Regions from separate parts of the Callithrix jacchus genome. Here region 1 is linked to region 2. A link is a contact called in public Hi-C data. All regions are on one chromosome and are shown on one strand. The core of a region is the stretch at or near the end of the contact, and the rest is flanking DNA. Distances in the headings are between cores, read along the strand shown. Region 1 holds the start of SLC5A4 (solute carrier family 5 member 4). Region 2 holds the start of BPIFC (BPI fold containing family C).

The links. A called contact is a pair of places that touch in the nucleus more often than the background predicts.
Region 1: a Hi-C map of skeletal muscle shows a contact between it and region 2, with 4 times the contacts expected there. The contact joins the promoter of SLC5A4 here to the promoter of BPIFC in region 2. A contact is called at or near these places in 2 of 3 Hi-C or Micro-C datasets (both in skeletal muscle).

Annotation. Positions count from the first base shown.
Region 1 is chr1:203,699,933-203,706,433 of calJac240_pri, reverse strand. SLC5A4 (solute carrier family 5 member 4) reads left to right here and starts at 3,027. Exons shown (of 15, transcript XM_035270719.3): 1 at 3,027-3,068. It overlaps LOC103790434 (a long non-coding RNA gene), which reads right to left and starts at 2,998. Exons shown (of 4, transcript XR_004732933.3): 1 at 2,884-2,998.
Region 2 is chr1:203,546,052-203,552,914 of calJac240_pri, reverse strand. It overlaps BPIFC (BPI fold containing family C), which reads right to left and starts at 5,596. Exons shown (of 20, transcript XM_054240628.2): 1 at 5,292-5,596; 2 at 3,697-3,805. FBXO7 (F-box protein 7) reads left to right here and starts at 5,724. Exons shown (of 8, transcript XM_078339171.1): 1 at 5,724-6,128. The coding sequence starts at 6,007.

The DNA of each region.
Region 1 (6,501 bases), core at 1,778-4,277, 160 kb before region 2:
TAATTCCTAGGTGTTCAATAAATATCTGAATGATGAGTGCTCAACTCTCTTCTTGGGGAAATTTCATGTTTTATAAACCAACCTCTGCTAGAGCAGCTTCTCAATGTTCCATTCACTGGGTTAGCCAGGATCAGAGATACATCTGCTCCTACTGTCAAGCTATTCTGACTACATGAAATTGAACATGCCAGATCCCTAGCCTGTTTACAGCCAATAAATGGAAGGTAAGTGAATAAATGATGAGAGAGAGAAGAAAGGGCAAGGGCAGAAGATCAGGTGGCAACATCTCCAGTGCGAGAAATGTTCAGTGAGGCCAAGTCACTGTCACCTGCTCCCATGGTACCAGCACAGAGTGATAGAGCTGCAGAAGGTCAGGGGGCTCTGACACAGGATATGACACAAGCACCAGGTCCTTGCCTCCAGGCCCACATGCCTCCGGTGTTCCTCTAACAGCCAAGCTCTTCACTATCGCTACACTTGCTGATCCTTCTGCTTGGATTATCCTCTCCTATCTGCTTCAATTTATCCTTCAAATCTCAGCTTAGGTGACCTCACTTCAAAGATACCTTCCCTTCTAGTGTGATACTTCTGATGCTTAAAAAAAGGAAGAAAAAGATGCCTTTCCTGCATGTACTATCTCTGTTATTGTTGTTGTTAGAGACAGAGACAGAGTCCTGCTCTGCCACCCAGGCTAGAGTGCAGTGGTGTGATCATAGCTCACTGCAGCATCGAACTCCCGGGCTCAAGCAGTCCTTCTGCTTCAGCCTCCTGAGTAGCTGGGACTACAGGTGTGTGCCATGCCCAGCTAAGCTTTTTAAGAAGAGTGGAAGAAGTCCTGAGTACAAAAAGGTCTCTGTTTGCAGAAGGAAGTAACACTCCAGAAGCCAAGGTCGACAGCCTTCCTCAGACACAGGCCCCCAGCAGGCATCAGCTGGCCTAGAGTCAAAGCACCCAAAATAACAGGCCCTGCACAAATTTTCCCATCTACCCCCACATAAACCAGGGGTGGAGGAGTAGGAGAGGATGGCCCGTATTATTTCAGAGCTGAGGTAAAGGGCCAGCCTATGAAAACCATCCAGGTCACAGTGCCAGGAAGCTGCTGAGCTGGGCTCGAACCCAGGGCTGACTGACTGGGAGTCAGGTGATCTTTCCATCATACCTCTGCGCTCTTCAAGCAGCACAGGGTGAAGCCTCCACTTGATCCACACTCAGCAGATGATCTCCACACAACCTCTGAGGGATCTGACTCTTTGGGAACTACCGAAGCTGCTCCTCATGACAGTTTCTAAGAGGTCGGAGGAGACTGGTGGGCTCACCTCAGGACAGAAAACCAGATGCTCTGCGCTCTGCTCAGATGCCTACTGTCTGTGACAAGTTGCTTCATCTCAAATCCTCCCTTGGAAGGATGGGAATAAGGTGACAATACTAAGTTTCTGTGACTTAAGTGGAACTAGAACAGATCATAGAGCTAAAAAAAAAAAGTATCAGAGTAACATTTATATACAGCTTTCTTCAGAAGCATGTGGAGGAAGCCTTTATGGGTTCACTCGCAGGTACATACCCCTAGGAGTAGACAGGAAGGTGGCAGGTCTTTCTCTTGTTGATGTCAGGGAAACGGAGGCAGAACTGAAGCAAGCTAATATCTGCAAAGGAATGAGGCTCAGATTCACATGGCCTAGTCCTCCAGCCAACAAACCATCTCACCACTCCCAAGTAAGAGGTGCTCTGTCCAGGCAAGAAGTCATGGGGCTTGCCTATGTCTTAGAAAGGTAAAGACTCTTCCTCTGGGTACCTTCTTCCAGAACCTAGGACCAAAAGAGCCCCTAGAGGTCATGTGGTTCCCCTCTCTTTACATTGAGAGGAATGCTGTTCAACCACTCTGAAGAGAAGGTTCTGGATGTCTTCAGCTTTCATGGATAGCCTGTTCTGTGTCTTACAGTTCCCAAAAGTCAGGAAAAACTTAAGACTCTTGCCCTGAAAGGCATCACTCCTAACAGCCTGCAGGATTGTTTTATCCTAAAGAAAGTGAATCAGATGCCCCTTCCGAAGATCAGACAAGAAGCAATACGGCTACATCCTGACACAAATCCAAATAATTACAACGGCAGCTAGAAGTCTTAAATATCCCCTACACCCCAACCTTACTCCATGCTTCCCTTTAGCTCTGTACTTGCAGGTCCCTGAGAACCTGGGCAGGAAATCTGACCTTGCCTCTACTACCTGAATGACCGTACACATGTGATTGAATCGCTCTGTGCCTCAGTGTCCTCGTGGATAAAATGGGGATATTTAATTCCCACAAAGGTTGCTGTGAAGTGTAAATGTGGCACTGCAAGGGAAGTGCTTAGCACAGTGCCCGGTACACAGTAGGCGCTCGATAGCCACTAGCAAGCATCTCCCTCGTTATTCTGCAGCCTTATCACACGTGTCCCCATTCAGTCAACTTGTTTTAGAGAATCCAACAGACAAAACAAAGCCCGCACGGAACCGTTTTCTTTTTTTCTTCATTTTGAACCTTGGCAAAGAGATAACGCCCTGAACAACGAGGAGGCCTCAGGACAGCCATGGGGGTGAGTCTGAAAGAGGAAACCAAAGCCCGAAGAGTTTTCCCTCCAGCCAGAGGCGGGCTCCTCAGGGCCTGAGTCCAGGAGTCTGCCTGGCGGGAGCCCCAGGCGGGGCTGTGGATCTGGGACGGTCGGGGAACAGGCCGGCGGCCAAGTGAGCGCGAATGTACGAATGAACCCGCAGCCCTTCCGTCTCCCGCTGGGTACGCCGCTCGCGCTCCCTGCAGCGCCGCGTCATGTGACCCCGCAAACTCCTCACCTAGGACCCTCGACTCCCCGCCCCACTTCTCCTGCCTCGCCCGGGTCCCCGCTTCCTTACCTGCAGGTCCCAACGGCTCCTGGAGTCACGGATCGGTTCAGCTTGGTACCAAAATGACCGCGGCCTCCCGGCGTCTCCGGACTCCTGGCAGCTCCGAGCCTGGTAGCTATTAACTGCCGGGCGGAAGTGAGCTGTCTACGCTCGGGCACTTCCGGTGGACGCAAGGCCTGAAGGCGGGGTTAAGGGTAAGACCCAGGCCGGGGTAGTGCTCGTGGGGCGGGGCAAAAAAGCTGCGGAGCCCACCGGTATTAACCCCTCGGCAGCCGCGGCGATGCTATGCTGCAGTCTTCCCCAGAGCCCTTGGAAACCCAGTCCGCTAACTAATTCAGCGTGATGCGAGCGGGCAAGGACGTAGGGACTTTGAAGTCCGTCTTCTGTGTAAAGACAGTAAGTCTGAGGTTCTAAGAGGGGCAGGGTTTTGCTCAAGGTCACTTACTTTTTTTTTTTGTTTGAGACAGGGTCTTGTTCTGTCGCCCAAGCTAGAGTGTGCAGTGACTGGAAGATCTGGGCTCACTGCAACCTCTGCCACCCAGGCTCAGGCGATCCTCTCACCTCAGCCTCCCAAGCAGCTGGGACCACAGGTGTGCACCACTACTCCCGGCTAATTGTTATTGTTTTATTTATTTATTTATTTATTTATTTTAGAGTCTGTCTCACTATATTGCCCAGGCTAGTCTCAAATTCATGGACTCAAGAGATCCTCCCACCTTGGCCTCCCAAAGTGCTGGGATTACAGGCATGAGTCACTGCACCCAGCCTTTTTTTTTTTTTTTTTTTTTTTTTTAAAGAGAGGCGTCTCGCTCTGTCCAAACTAGGCTTTTGAAAGCTCTAGTTTGGACCTTTCCATTCTTGTTTTTCTTTTGGAGACTCTGCCCGCTGCGGTCAAGCAATCCTCCTGCCTCAGCCTCTTGAGTAGCTGGGTCTGCAGTTGTGCACCACCATGCCTGGCTAATTTTTAGCAGAGACGGGGTTTTGCCATGCTGGCTAGGATGGTCTCGATCTCCCGACCTTGTGATCCGCCCACCTCGGCCTCTCAAAGTGTTGGGATTACTGGCGTGAGCCACCACAGCTGGCCAAGTAGAGGGTATTTAATCAGGAACTGCAGAACAACAGTGAATGTTTATGGAACACGTAGTGTGCCAGGTAGTGTGCAGAAAATCTCATTTGCTCCTGACCTCAGCCCCATGAAGAAGGGGTTGTTTTAGCTCCATTTCACCTTGGGGGGAACTTTAACTCTGAGAACTTAAATCAAATAGCATGTGAGTGACAGGGCTGAGGGCCTGGTCCCAGAGCCCCACCTCTTATGAGTCCCACTCATTCACCTAAAATATAATTGCCACTCCCACCTGAGCCAGGCACACTGGGGATACAACAGTGAACAGCATATGGCACAACCCCCCCTTGGGGGCTCATTGTTGAGTATGGGAGAAAGACAAATAAAGGGACAATTATAACTCAGCATGATAGTAGTACCACAGAGGCACAGGGGATGCCAGCACCAAAATCAGCCTGGGAAAGTCAGGGAAGGCTTCCTGGAGGAAGTGACACCCAACCTGAACCATGAAGGATGAGACTGTTACTAATAGTTAACCATCAGCCAGGCACTGTGTGAAGCTCTTCCGGATATTAATTCATTAAACTCTCCCAACAATTCCGTGACAGTCTCCAAGTAGAGATAAGGAAATGACCAGTGGGCAGAACTGATTTCTCCCCTACTTCCGTGAGGGCCTGGACCTTCTCTCCCACAGCTTGGTCTGGCAGGAGAGCTAAAAGTGTAATACTAGTAAGAGGAAGTATAGCTCGATGTGAAAGGTTGGATAATTACACCTTGCAGAGGTGGGTGACAGAAGCGGGGGTGGGAGGGGGAAGCAGGTCTCTAAGGGAACTTCACTCTCTGCCCCCATCACTAAACCCAGCTAGCCACACTGCTAGAGTCATCCACACCATCAAATGCTGACAGCTGCACTGGAACAGCCACACCTGGGGCATGTGTGGCTGCCCTGGCCCTCCGAGACCCCAGGCCCAGCAGGAGCTCCTTGCCCCAGGATGGGGGGAGCACAGCCTGGAGAGAGAGAGCACGTTCGCTTCCTCACAAGAAATACACACTTGCTGACAATAATACCACCTTCTGGTTTTTATTTTTATTTATTTATTTTGAAAAGGAATCTCATTCCTTTTGCCCAGACTGGAGTGCAGTGGCGCAATCTCAGCTCACTGCCTCCTACTACTCCTCTCAGGTTCAAGCGATTCTCCTGTCTCAGCCTCCCGAGTAGCTGGGATTACAGGTGCCCACTACCACACCCAGCTAATTTTTGTATTTTTAGTAGAGACCGGGTTTCACCGTATTGGCCAAGGTGTCCTCCAACTCCTGACCTCAAATGATCTGCCTGCCTTGGCCTCCCAAAATGCTAGATTACAGGCATGAGCCACCACACCTGGACCCTATTTATTTATTTATTTTTTTAAGAGATGAAGTCTCACTATGTTGCCCAGGCTGGTCTCAAACTCCTAGCCTCCAGCAATCCTCCTGCTTCAGCCTCCAAAGTTCTAGGACCACAGGTGTGTGCCACTGTGCCCAGCCAGGACACTTTAAAATTTTCCCCCAAATGCTTCTCTTTTTATACCCTGCCTGATTTGAGCTGGCTGGTGGAGACAGGACTCTCCAGATTTTTGTTTTCGAGACAGTTTTGCTCTTGTCCCTGCAATCTCCACCTCCTGGGTTCAACCAATTCTCCTGCCTCAGCCTCCCGAGTGGTAGCTGGGATCAGGCCCACGCCCCCATGCCTGGCTAATTTTTGTATTTTTAGTAGAAACGGGGTTTCACCATGTTAGCCAGGCTGGTCTCAAATTCCTGACCTCAGGTGATCTGCCTGCTTCGGCCTCCCAAAGTGCTGGGATTGCAGGCATGAGCCACCGTGCCCAGCCTGTCCAGTACTTTGGACTTCAGTTTCTCTTCCCTGAGAACTCTGCACCCACCATGTGCCAAACATCCTCATATGCCCTTGACATCGTCACTTCATTTAATTCTCACCGTTCTCGATAGGTAGATGCTAAGATAATCCCATTTTGCAGATGAAGACACTGAAGCCCTGAGAAGTTGAGGGACGTTCCAACTTCCCACAGCAGCAATGGGCAGAGCGGGGAGGCAAGGCCTGGACTGATGACGGCAGGGCCGGGGCTTTCTTCTCCACTCATCCCTGCCTGCCTCATGTGGTTTCATCCGATCCCAGAAGACTGAGAGTTCGTGCGGTCTCGTGAAATGACCACTGTGACCCCTGCCACTGGCATTCTGTGACCCTCAGCAAGTCCCTTCCCCTTTCTGACACCCAGAATCTCAGAGCAACGTCCTTACCGTCCTCCCTCCGCAAGGAACTGGTGCGTGAATACAACAAATTACGTATCCTTTCCCTCTGCGCCCACTAGAGGGCGCACAGGTGCCACTAACAGCCACCGTTCCTTCAAATGCCATCCTTGTGCAGGCCAGGATGCTCTGCCTTTCTGTACACATTCCCAGCCTTTCCACACTCTTCTTCCTCTGTGATTACTATTCCTCTACTCCAGTCTCTGCTTCCTTGCTGGTTTTTGTTTTCATTCTGCAGATCTCTAAAAGTTGCCACA
Region 2 (6,863 bases), core at 4,347-6,846:
CCTCAGCCTCCTGAGTAGCTGGGATTACAGGTGTCACCACTATGTCCAACTAATTTTTGTATTTTTGGTAGGGATGAGGTTTTGCCATGTTGGCTAGGCTGGTCTCGGACTCCTGACCTCAGGTGATTGACCCAACTCGACCTCTCAAAGTGCTCGGATTACAGGTGTGAGCCACCGTGCCCGGCCTTAGGACATATAATAATTTTTGAAAAAAGGGCTCAAACAATTAGTGTCTAGGAAACAAAGATCTAAGAAGAGAGTGTAGCTAGTCTGTTGTCTTTTATTTGGAAGAGGCCTTAGAAATCGGCTAATTAGCTTTCCTAATTAGCTGTTTAGGGCACATTTGCCAAATTCATCTTTAAAAACATCAACAGCAGCACTCTATCCAGTTTCATTGTTTGTTTTAGCTTTCCATATTTAACTGAAGATTTGCTGGGAACGCCTGCTTCTTCAGCCTACTCACGATGGCAATCTAAAATGCAAGATTAATTACTATACTGTTGAACAGCTGACAGTGTGTTTGTCTTTGCAGATCAGAGAACACTCTTAATTAAGACTCCAAAAGAAAAATCATAAATAACTAGGTAGAAATGCTTGTTCATTAAAGGGAGACATCAGAAGATAGTGTTAGGAAACTGAGCATCCCCGTTCTTGGTTTCTAGAATGTCTGGGCTATAACCATATAGAATGAGCTAACTGAAGATGAAACATTTTTGAGATTGGAAGACAAATTATATTATTCTTGGTAGGAGACAAAAGTAGGAAGGAAGAGGGATTTATGTGCATATGGAGAGAGGAGCCACATAGGGCAGTCTTGGGGCAAAAGACATTGTGAGTTCTAATCCCTCATTGCCCCCCAATATTTGTGTTGATGAAATCTGGTTAGAAGGAAACCCTGAAGAGGGATATATAGGGTAAAGAAAAGTAAGAGCTAACATTTATTGAGTGTTCTGGGCACCATCCGTAAATGAATTGACTAAATACTCATCAAGACTGTATGAGGACCTGATATTATTTCCATTTGCTAGATGGGACAACTTGCCTAAGCTTAGACATTACAGCTAGGATTCAGGACCCAGGTGTTCCATTTTCAATGGTCTGCCTTTTAAACCACTATACTATGCTGCCTTTTTAGGAAGGTCACTAAAGGGCAATCCACAACCCAGGGTACGCAGAAGGTGGGAAGTGAGAAGGATGCTGCTGCTGGGCAACCCATCTGGTTCTCTGAGCTGCTAATTGAATCTCTGTAGCTCAGATGTATGTGTTTGTTTGAAATAGCTAGTTTTATTTCTAACCAGAGGAAGCTGCCTGGAATTCATGTGGCTCTGGAGGTGATGAGTCATCTTACAGTTCACCCTGGGAGGGAAGTCTGGCAGAATCATCCTGTCACCCAGCAGCAGCTCCTTCTCTTGTCCCTGCCCTGTCCCAGGCCACACTCCATTGATACCTGTGTAATGATGTTTCTGGGTGGATGTCAATGACTGAGCCAGGCAGTGACTCCTCCCACCATTCACACTCTGGAATGGTTTACAGCAGTGACGCGCTTTTGGTTTTGACAAATGAACCTACTCACATCAGTTCCTTCCATCGTTACTAGTTATCTAAAAGGGAGTCACTTTATATTATTGCAGTTCAAAATGAGTTTAAATTCATGCTAAAATTTAAATGCATATATGTATGACTTTTTGAGACATGAAGAATATTATGGAACCAAACAAACAAGATAGCATGATATTACTCTGAAACATCTGGGAATCAATGGTGTGAGCCTAATTGAAGTAAACCAAGATTTCCCTACTTTGGCCCTGTTGGCATTTGGAGCTACATAATTCTTGGTTGTAGGGGGCTGTCCTGTCTATTATAAAATGTTTAGCAGGCCAGGCCTGGTGGCTAATGACTGTAATCCCAGCACTTTGGGAGGCCAAGGCAGGCGGATCACTTGAGGTCAGGAGTTCAAGACCAGCCTGGCCAACGAGGTGAAACCTTGTCTCTACTATAAATACAAAAACCAGCCAGGTGTAGTGGCACACGCCTGTAGTCCCAACTACTTGGGAGGCTGAGGCAGGAGAATGGCTTGAACCCTGGAGGCAGAGGTTGCAGTGAGCCGAGATTGTGCCACTGCACTCCAATCTGGGCAACAGAGCAAGACTTTATCTCAAAAACAAATAAATAAATACAAGAATGTTTAGCAGCATCCCTACCACTATTAGCACCACAACCTCTTACCCTAGTTGTGACAAAATGTTTCTAGACTATGTCAAACGTCTCCTGTTAGGCAAAGTCACCGCAGTTGAGAGCCACTGAAATGAAGTATATGCAAGTATTCTATCTAACCCTTGCAGCAGAAAACAGCATTTCTCTCTGTGATCAGATGCTAATATTCCTAATAACATTTTTCTTAACTATCCAATAAATATGTGAACACATTCTTGTGATAAAAGAGTTAAATAATTACTGAAGTTTACAGATCAAATTGGGAAAATTCTTATCGCACCCCCCCCAACTTTGTCCCCGTCTCCCTCTCACTCTTTTTATCTCTAATTTTTAGTTTTTGAGATAGGGTCTTACTCTGTCACCCAAGCTGGAGTGCAGTGCTGTGATCATGGCTCACTGCAGCCTCAACCTCCCAGGCTTCAGCATTCTCCCAGGCTCCAGCATTCTCCCACCTAAGCCTCACTAGTTAACTGGGACTGTAAGCGCACACCAACATGCTTGGCTGATTTAAAAAAATTTTTTCCTGAAAAGACAGAGCTGGTCTCTAATCCAGTGGTTCTCAAGGTGGCTTTTACTCCCAGGGAATATTTGGCATCTTTGGATGTTACAACTAAGGAGGGTTCTACTAGCATTTTGCGGATAGAGACCATGGATGTTGCTAAACATTCTATGCACAGAACAGCCTCTCACAACAAAGACTTACGTGGTCCAAAATGTCAATAGTGCTGAGGCTGAGAAACCTCCATCTAACCCCCACATCCTATTACATTCTCTAGTGATAGATTCACGTTACAGATCTTAGCCTGCCCTTAGTAGTGTACACCTGTCAGATTCATGGCTTCCTACCATCTTCTGAATAGCCTTCCCTTTTGGGAGGGCGGGGAATTCCCATATTCTGTATCCTGCCTCCCCAAGGAAGGAGTTCAGACCCCAATTCCCAGTCTCCTTTGTAGCCAGGACTCAGGTGTCTCAGGTGCCAGACTTCCTCAATCATATCCCCCTATGAGCTTTTTATGTGGAAGTGAGCAAGGTGAAGAAACAGACTCTTCTGGAAGTTTGGCATTTTGTAGGAGGCTGCAACAGCATGTGGCATTTGATGTTAGCAATGGCAGTGGCAGCCATTCCCCAGTGATTCTCAGCAGTGGTGATGGCAGTTTCCTCCAGCAGCAATCCCAGTCATAGTAGTTTCCTCATCAGGCCAGTATTCAGCTTGGTTCTGAGCTTCATTCTTGGAAGCTTAGCCTGGGGCCATTTCTCCATCCTCCCTAGAATTCCGAGCTATACAGCATCGTTTTGTTTTTTTTTTTTTGAGACAGAAACCTCCACCTCCCAGGTTCAAGCAATTCTCCTGCCTCAGCCTCCCGAGTAGTTGGGACTACAGGTGCGCCACCATGCCCAGCTAATTTTTGTATTTCAGTAGAGACGGGGTTTCACCATGTTGGTCAGGATGGTCTCCATCTCTCGACCTCGTGATCCACTTACCTCGGCCTCCCAAAGTGCTGGGATTACAGACGTGAGCCACTGTGCCTGGCCACAGCATCCTTTTAATGCACACCTTTTCTGCTTAGTCAGCCAGAGCCAGCTTCTATTGCTGAAAATTAAGAACCTGAGCGTAAAGACTCCCCTTCTAAAGACTGTCTAGTGGCTTTCCATACATTCTAGAATATGTCCCAAACCCTCTACTTAGCCCAAGGTTCTTTATCTGGGATGTACCTATACTATCCATCACTCTGGTCATACAGTCTTCCTGGTCCTGCCACCATTCCTCATTGCTCACTACTAAAGAATCCTTGGCGGGGCCCGGTGGCTCATGCCTGTAATCCCAGCATTTTGGGAGGCCGAGGCGGGTCGATCACGAGGTCAGGAGTTCAAGACCAGCCTGGCCAAGATGGTGAAACCCCCGTCTCTACTAAAAATATACAAATTAGCTGGGCGTGGTGGCACGCGCCTGTAATCACAGCTACTCTGGAGACTGAGGCAAAGAACTGCTTGAACCCGGGAGGCAGAGGTTGCAGTGAGCCGAGATCGCACTGCTGCACTCCTGCCTGGACGACAGAGTGAGACTGTCTAGGGAGGAAAAAAAATCCTAAGGCACAGCAACCCTCCTCTCTGTACCCCAATCCTCAGGTCTGTATTTATGTCTATCATAAAGGAGAGACTTTTTACACTCTACTGCAAGAGCTGATTCACTCAGCTATACACTTTGCGTGGGCAGAAACACGTCTTTTTGTGAGTCTCCAGCATGTGGAGCATCTGTTACAAAGTAGACAGTACATATTTATTTGCAGAATGAAGGGCGCGATGTGGACAAGTGCTGCCACCTACTGGTAGAAACGTTTTGTGACTCTTACAAGGATTTGGACTATGGTTATCATACAAGGATGAAACTTGATTATTCTTTCTCATCTAAGTTATCATTAGTTAGACCCTCTATGGTAGTCAGCCTCCAGAATGGCCAGCAGCAATCCCAGTCTATTGGCATTCATGCCTTTGGTGGATTCACAGAAGGTTGGTTTGTAAATATGACAATAGCCATATGTGACCTCTGGAGCTAGGTAATAAAAAACATTGTGGCTTATGCTTTGGTCTCTCTGGAATCACTTGCTCTGAGGGAAGCCAGCTGCCGTGTCATAGGGACACTCAAACAGCCCTATGGGGAGGTTCATGTGGTGAAAAACAGGTCTCCAGCCAACAGTCCTGTGTCATCCTGGACGCCGATCCTCTGGCCCTAGCCAATAACTGCTGCCCTGGCCTACACCCTGACTGTAACCTCATGGGAGGCCTGGAGACAGAACCACCCAGCTACGTATCCGCAAATCCCTGACCTCTAAAACCTGTGGGACAACAAATGTTTATGGAATTAAACTTTGGGGTGATTGTTATGCAGCAACAGATTTCTAATAAACTGTCCAACATAGAGCACCGCCTACAAACAGCTCTACTTTTTTTTAAAGGCAGGGTCTCGTTCTGTGGAACCAGGCTGAGGTGCAGTGGTGCCATCACTGAGGCCTCAACCTCTGGACTCAATCGACCCTCCCGCCTCAGCCACCCAAGTAACTGGGATTACAGGCACGCACCACTACGCCTAAGTTTTTGTAGAGACGGGGTCTCGCCATGTTGCCCAGGCTGGTCTCGAACTCCTGGGCTCAAGTGATCCACCCGCCTCGGCCTCCCAAAATGTCGGGGTTACAGGCGTGAGCCACTGAGCCCGGCCAACCTAAGGACTTTTAACCTAAGTCTTCTCAGAGCAGATGCCGCTGGAGCTGGGGGCCGCGGAAGAAATGGCGTGACACTAGGTCCCGGGGAGTTACGACTGTATTATTGTCTGCAGCATCCCTAACAGCACCACGGTTGCTCCACGTTAGCAAGTTCAGGAAGTCTCATTCACCGCGGCGGAAGAGCTGGGAAGCCAACGTAAAGCTGCATCTCGGCGCCTGCGCACTGTGCCCATGCTATCAGGTAGAGCCGTTGCGCGCCGAGTCATCGATCGGTCAATTTCCCACCCCCCCGCAAGTCCCGCGGCCAGGCTCCTGTAAGCCGCCTGCCTGCCGCCCGCTCTCGGGGTCGGCTCCAGGGGGCGCCCTCAGGAGAGGGGCGGGTGCTCACATTCCAGAGACCGGCCAGCAGGGCGGCCACCGTAGTGGGGCTCTTTCCCCTTTCCGCCTCAGCAATCCCTCAGCTCCGTAGTCGCCACTCCGGGGTCGCAGCCGTTTGAAGCAGGAGCGGCTCGGCCCCCCCGCTGTCCCCGTCGCCGCCTCTGGGTCCAGGATCCTCGCGGATCCCGCCGCCGTCATGAAGCTGCGGGTACGGCTTGAGAAACGGACCCAGCAGGTGGAGGTGCCAGAGGCGGAGCCGACGCTGGGGCAGCTGCGCACGCACCTGAGCCTGGCCCTGCTTCCCACCTGGGGCTACAGGTAGGCGGGTGCCGGGGGCGGAGCGGCCCGTGGGTAGTGGGGAGTGCTCGAGGTGGGTGCTGGGCGGCTTGGAGTCATCTGTGGGCTGCCGGCGCGGGCGTGGCCGGGCGCTAGGCTAGATGCGTGGACGCCCCGGGGCCATCACGTGAGGCCCGGGCTCTCCCGAGCGTCGCGGAGCCCTAGGCTGCCGGCGACTGGACGCGCAGGTGGTCGTCGGTGGTCCGGCTCCTGGAGAACATGGCCCAGCCTCTTGGGGGCTCTGGTCCTCTGCTTGGTGAGTCATGGCTTCTGGTTTTGCAGTACACGAAACCAGGGAGAAGAGTGAACTCACAGTTCCCACAACTGGTTAAATTTCAAGTTGGAAATGATGAGCTTGGCTTAGGTTAAACCTTTCTGGACTGTCGGGGGTCCGAGTTAATTTCTTCAGCTGTTGGAGTATTTCAATGAAAAAGTTTGGAAATTGCTACAAGTTAAAAATCTGCCCTCCATCGGAGGCAGCTTTTATCGCTGCTGTGAAGCTGCAGCAATTTTAGGACTCTGTTAGAGTGGTTCGTGCACCAGGCACCGCGGTGAGTGCTTGGACTTAGCTGCTGCTGAAAAGTTTTAGAAAGTACAGCGTGTAGTCGTCTTTCAGACCATTCGATTTTCCTGGGCGAAATGTTGCTTTTTGTTAAAACTGAGGAAAACGTTGCTCTTGAGAGCTTGCAGTTTGGGGGCATAAAGTTGAGAAAGGAT